Regions from separate parts of the Hordeum vulgare genome. Here region 2 is linked to region 1. The links are chromatin contacts, called in public Hi-C maps. All regions are on one chromosome and are shown on one strand. Each heading gives the region's core, a stretch centred on a gene start, on an enhancer-like site or on the middle of the called end of the contact. The rest is flanking DNA. Distances are from core to core; before and after follow the strand shown.

Region 1 (3,134 bases), core at 471-2,970:
AAACTTGCAGAAGCACTATCCTACTGAACATCAACCTAGAATATTTCATTACTCAAAGAACTAAAAAAACATATGTACAAAAACAGAAAAAAAAATGACCAAACGACGCATTCTACGGCTGTGTCATAAAAAAAACATAACCTAGTTTCTCACATTGTAAAAAGAAAATATTACTAGAGTCGAAACATCTACTGAAAATAGCCCCTACATAACATGTGTTTGCATCAGGACCTACAACACCTACTTCTAAAAAGGAACTAAAATGGGCTAGCAAACCCACCATCCCTGAACAAAGGGACGAAAATGGACTAGCACACCTATCTACAAGTCCTACAAAAAAAGAAAAAAGTGTGCAACTGAAAAAAAAAATGTTACTTTCGAAATGAGATAACAAAGGGAATCCCATCCACCACATCCATCAAAAATCTCTTGTTCAACCCTGTGTCAACCCTAGTGACAAAACCATATATCAACCCCTAATCCCCTCCCCTCCCCCTCCCCCTAAAAGAGACAAATCTACATCAATCCCTAAACAACCTCTCCATTCTATACATCACATCTGCACTAACCCTAGAAATGACTTACTTGAATAAAAAAGAAAAATAACCTTGGGAGAAATGCCTTACTTAAATAAACGGGACGCATAAAACGGCAAACTCCTCTCCCCTTTCAGCTCTCGCCCTTCCAGCGATTCTGTAGATGTGAGGAAGACGAACACATGTGATGTGGGGGATGGGAGACACAAGACGGAGATAAATGGATGATTCGGGACGCTTCGCCTAGCCGATCCACCGAACGGTCCGAGGTAACTGCAGAAAACGGGCCGCTCCAGGCGAGCAGAAACGGGCGACGACAGACTTAGACAACGGGCAAACACCTACAAGCACGAATCGCGGCGCGAAAAAAGATCCAACGAGTGATAAGGTGAACGCGCCCAAAACTGAAACTCGGCTATTGCTATCTCTTTATTCTTTGTACTTACCATGGTACGATGAATAGATTAAAAGTTTCTTAAAATAAAAAATCATGGGTGGCTTCTAGTTTTCTTAGCTAGACTACCTGACTCTTAAGAGGTTGTTAATTCAGTCTTCATCAACTAATCACTCTATTTCTCGAATTTAAGCTAGTCCTAGCTAGCTAGCACACCGCTAATACTTTGGTTGCTCATTGCAAACATGAGACGTGTACAGTGTATGCAGCAATCAGCGGAGCTGTTTTGTTAAGGTCCCTGATTGGCAGGAGTTCTGGAGAAGGCCACAACAACAGTAATAGAATATGTTCGCCCCACACACAAATCCAACTCAAGCATATACCATATCCAACATTTCACTTCTCACCGCTAAATTACCTCTGTACTTGCCGTTAGGAGCCACACATTTCGACGTTTTGCAGAAAATGTGAGAAACCATGGGCACGAAGTCTTCCCTATTTTTCACAATCTATCCGGGAACAAGATCGTGATACGATCCCTAGTGGGCGATCAACTTACTTAATCTCGTGGCCGAGAGGAGTACCGAACATATTCTAGGCCGCGGAAAAAAGGATGGTCGAGAACCTGTGGGGTACAAACACCCAAGGGCCTCCCTTGAGCCTTGAAGTGATAGTATAGTACAGTATCATCCAGCCATGCATTGAACATGGAACACGCCAGACACACATTGTGCACCCTAAAGCCAGCCCTGCCCACCCCTATAAATACCGTGGCCATTGGGCACACTTGAACACACCATCACAGCAAGTTTAACCCCATCTCTTGACACAACACTTTGATAGCCCTGAACTTTCCTCGTGACACTCTCTTGCAAGGAGAGAGGTGGTCAAGGAGAGGATACTTTTTGCAAAGGTAAGAAAACGCAATGCATGCATCAAAAGATAGATAGTATCTAGTAGAGCATGCACTGTTGCGATCTTATCCTATCTTTGGTGCATGCAGCTACCGCATAGTTTGTTGTCAGAGATTTAATTCCATTCCATGGCCTTAGCTTGGGTTATGACTTATGAGTACCCTAGATATTTGATGATCTTGCGTGGGAGCATGCATGCACATGCGTGCAGGTGCAGGTGTCATCGTTTTCAGTCGGGCGTGTGTAACAACTTGCTAGCGAGGTAGGCACGCTGTTCTCGCTGACCAATGCAGCTATAGCTACAGTGAGGAGACAGTGCAAGAAGCAAGTTGACATGTGTGCCCGGAGACAATAGAGAGGAGGGGTCCAACCATTACACCGATCGGCCACGTTTTTTTTTCCTTTGTGCCACTAGCTAGAGGAGTGTCGCGTGGTCCATCCTTTTGCAAAAAACCCTGGCCATCAATTCATGAAACAAATTTAGCTGAGCAATTTTCTTTTTGTTTTACATTGGATTTTCCTCATAGAGATATAGTATGTCCCAATAAACAACAAGTTTGCATGCTACACCCATGCATGCATACCACTTGATCTTTGAGCTATCGTATATATGTAGTGTCTACACTTCGCAAAAAAAAAAAGAGCATATGTAATGTATACATACGCGATCATCTGACCAAGTGGGTGAGACACGCATGACATATTCTTCTTCGCATAGTAGAGGCATCAAGCAATGCTCTACCAGCCCATAACATCGGCTTCAACTTAAAGATCGCCGAGAACAGATGCTATATACCCATGGGGGTACGCTAAAAAAATTCCCTAGAGCATCCCCACTTCCTCGAGCCCAACCCGAATGAACACCCACCAACCTTCCAGGCAGGCGCCTATAAATTGCCGCCCCCACTCTCATCTCTTCCTCACACTGCACTCGCTCGCCCCTTCCCTGATCCGTCGCCCACTATACCACCTTGGGTCGATTTAGTGGAGCGGTAAACCGGCCGCCTTTGAATTCCACCCCGCGTCCCGCTCCCTACCTCGTCCTCGTTGACGTTGTAATCGCGGTGCTACTTACCTAGGTGAGGTACAACGAGATATAAATACTGCTGCTGCGACTATACATAGCGATCGAACTGTACTGTGTGCTCTAGCTGTGGTCTCACTGCTCGATCGGGTGTTGTGGCTGGTGCAGGAGTGAGATGGGGCAGAACGGCGTGGGCAAGAACTACTATCAGGGGACGGCGGCGGCGGCCATGGAGGTGTCCTCCGTGGAGCACGGCCAGGCGGCGG
Region 2 (3,134 bases), core at 174-2,673, 250 kb after region 1:
GTGGCTCAAGCAGGTAAGAGTAGCCACCAACACCTGTTCAAATCAACAAAATAAGCATAAACACTGGAAAAGGTTGAAATGTAGCTGGAATGACAGAAGCAACATTTTCAGCACGATATTTGCACAATGCACCACAGATGAAACAAGGAAAATTTAACCTAGAACAGGGCATATGATCATCAGCAAACACTGACTTTTATAATTATTATTTTTAAAGAGAATGATATACGCTGAAAGTTTAAGGGAAACAAGCTAACAGAAGGGAGTCCATTGCATACATTTTCCTGGCGCAACAAATATTCTTAAAGTTTAAAGGACAACAAGCTGACAGGAGTCTATTGTATACATCTCCCCGGTTCAACAAATGCTATGAGTAAGTGAGGATTCATCTCCCGCCTACAGTCAATGATTGTCATATTTCCGAGAAATCCATGCTGAATGTGATATTAAAGGTGCAGGAGCAAGGAAGAAATGCAAGGTAAATCAAGCCATCAGCCCATCACCACCATGTCATCTGTTGTACGAGTACTAATGATTGGTATTGGTGGAACAACATCAAGCAAAGTTCAGGAACGTCTCAGTCCAAGCTCAACAACCATTCCGATCTCCAATGCGCTTGCTGCTCCAAAGTCGTACCTATCCAGGGTCCAGCGCAGGCCCCCACCGACAGCGAAAGCGAGATCCGAATCTCGCGCGGCTCCGCGCAGATCTAGGCTAGGGAGCCAGCCAGCAGCGCGGCGAGGCGGCGGCAGCACAGGGAAGGCCTCGCGCTGTTCGCCGGGCAGTGTGGAACGAGACGGGGGTGTGCGGAGCAGAGAGGGGGGGTGGAGCTGGGGCGGGCGGGAAGGGACGCACCTGCGCGGACGCCGGAGGCGCCGGCCTTCTTGAGCCCCTTCTTCTTGACGATGAAGCTGGCCCCGATGAAGAGGCTGGAGGAGACCGCCAGCAGCAGGCCCTTGATGTTGTCCGCGGACATCCCGGTGTAGGACACCACCCAGCTCCCCAGCCGCTCCCCGCCCATCTCGGAAAACCCGCCGTCGCCTCCGGCGCCGCCGACCCCCTAGCCCGTCCTCCTCCCCCTCCTCCTGCGGCGGCGGCCGCGCATGCGAGATCTGGACTGGAGAGGCCGCTCGCCACGTCGGTGGGACGGCTTGGCTTTTCGCCTGGCTGTGCTGGTGCTCGCCTGCTTCGGGGTTGGGGGCTTTGTGAGCTCTACGCGGGGCGGGGGAGTGGGAGGGGAGGGGAGAGGAGAAGGTATCGCGTCGCGCGCGGACGGGCGGCAGAGGCCGCAGGACAAAAACCAGCAAAAGACTGCCGACTGCGGCGACGACGTCGTCGAGACGGAAGCGGGGGAGAGGGGCAGAGGGCAGGCGGTCAGCCAGTCCTCCAAGAGCCGTGCGTGCGTGCGTGCGTGCGTGGCTCGTGCCGTGCGAGCTACTCGGTTTTTTGTCCTCTGCGGCGCCTACTGCTGTGGTGTGGCTGGCCCTGGTAACGGCGGATGCTGTGCGCCGTGTTTAGAGTAATTTAGAGGAACTTCAATCACGCGACTAATTCCATTCACCACCGTTCGTTTGGGTCGACGAGGATAAAATCGAATTTCACAACGCGTCGATTTATTTTTAAAACACGTCTGTTCCGCGTCCGCGCCAATCCATTTCCGGTCTAAATTTGAGCCTGAAATGCGTTGGCGCGGACGCGAAGCGGACGCGTCCGCACCGACGCACGCGCCCACTCGGTGTTCGCTCCCAATCACCGCGGTCAACATTATTTATAACGGCCGTCCATCTTGGACCCACGCGTCAGCAACCGCGGTCGGCCTTTTTTAATCCGAGCGTGCATTGGGTTCCGGCTCATCTGCTTTCAGAAACCCACACTTCCCCATCTCGCCACTTCCTCGACGACCAAACCCTAGCACCATGGTCGGCTCCTTCCCGCCCAAGGGCAAGGCCCCGCTCTACCCCCGCGCCATCTCCCTGCCGGCGTCTTCTCGCCGGCCTCGCCAGCGTGTGAGTGTCCCAGTGCCACCACCACCAGCACAGCCCGCGCCGGCAGGACAGACGACGGAGGCGCACGCAGTTGTGCTCTGGAGCACGGTGTTCCCCTGGGCCGGTCCTGCGCATACACTGGTCGACCTCACCGGCCCCGACAACGACGACGCCTTCGTCGCCTAGGGCTGCCACGTAGTTTTAGGTTTTTTTTATGTTAACTAATGTAATACGGACGCGTGGACTCTCGTCGGCCTTCGTGGCCAGCTTTTAATGTTTAATTATGCATGTTAAGTATTTTCGCAAATTCTTATATATATTTTTGGCATGTCGGTAAAAAATGGGTCGAGACAGCGTTGGACGCATGCGCCGATCCAAACGCCGAAGCACACATTCGTGTCCGATGAGCCGACCCAAACGGATCAAAAGCGGACAAAATCGCAGTCTGTTTGGGTCGGCCCGTTGGAGTTGCCCGACCTTAAATAAAAAAACCACCAACTTTTGTTTTTGTTAAAAACGTCACATTTAACAGTTTGCTAAAAATGTTGATCGTGCGATCAACGCCATTTGAAGACAAACCTGACGCACGAGGCCCGATGTCATGTGTCACGTGGCCCGCGCGCGTCAGTTGTCGTTATACAGCGCTAGACAAACCCTGTACGTCGGCCCATCCACCCACTCCCTCCCCCCCCCCTAAATCCCATCGCGCGGCACCCTCATCCTTCCCGCTCGCCCTCGTCATCTTCACCCATGGCCGCCGACGGCGGCGCCGACGGCTCTGTTGGAGATGGCAGGGACGACCGCGGGAACTCCTCTTCCCTCGACCACAGGGACAAATCTTTCTTCTCCGTCTAGTGTGTGCACACGCTCATCCCTGGTGCGGCAGCGTGGGACGATGGAGATGGGCGCTCCGTTCTCGACGGCGTAGAGTGAGTTATGTGTCTTTCTTTGTACATTTATTTGAATTATGTGTAGAGTGTTGTTTAGGAACTATATTTCTGTAGCCATATTGAAAACTGAAAGTGCGATAAATATATTTTCCTGTCATAGCACCTGAATTGTGAGTTAACTGATTTGGTGTTGATTTAGTATACTGTTATTTGAATTTACATGAGCTAAACATATTGTTAACCGAATATGTCGTGCTTT

The links. A called contact is a pair of places that touch in the nucleus more often than the background predicts.
Region 2: a Hi-C map of seedling shows a contact between it and region 1, with 2.5 times the contacts expected there. The contact joins the promoter of LOC123443026 here to the promoter of LOC123443009 in region 1. A contact is called at or near these places in 1 of 6 Hi-C or Micro-C datasets (seedling) and 1 of 1 datasets of contacts at active chromatin or transcription factors (embryo).

Annotation. Positions count from the first base shown.
Region 1 is chr1H:434,453,091-434,456,224 of MorexV3_pseudomolecules_assembly, forward strand. It overlaps LOC123443009 (amino acid permease 4-like), which reads left to right and starts at 1,721. Exons shown (of 5, transcript XM_045119229.1): 1 at 1,721-1,843; 2 at 3,037-3,134. The coding sequence starts at 3,044.
Region 2 is chr1H:434,704,546-434,707,679 of MorexV3_pseudomolecules_assembly, forward strand. It overlaps LOC123443026 (probable magnesium transporter NIPA4), which reads right to left and starts at 1,424. Exons shown (of 9, transcript XM_045119250.1): 1 at 856-1,424; 2 at 1-33. The coding sequence starts at 1,021.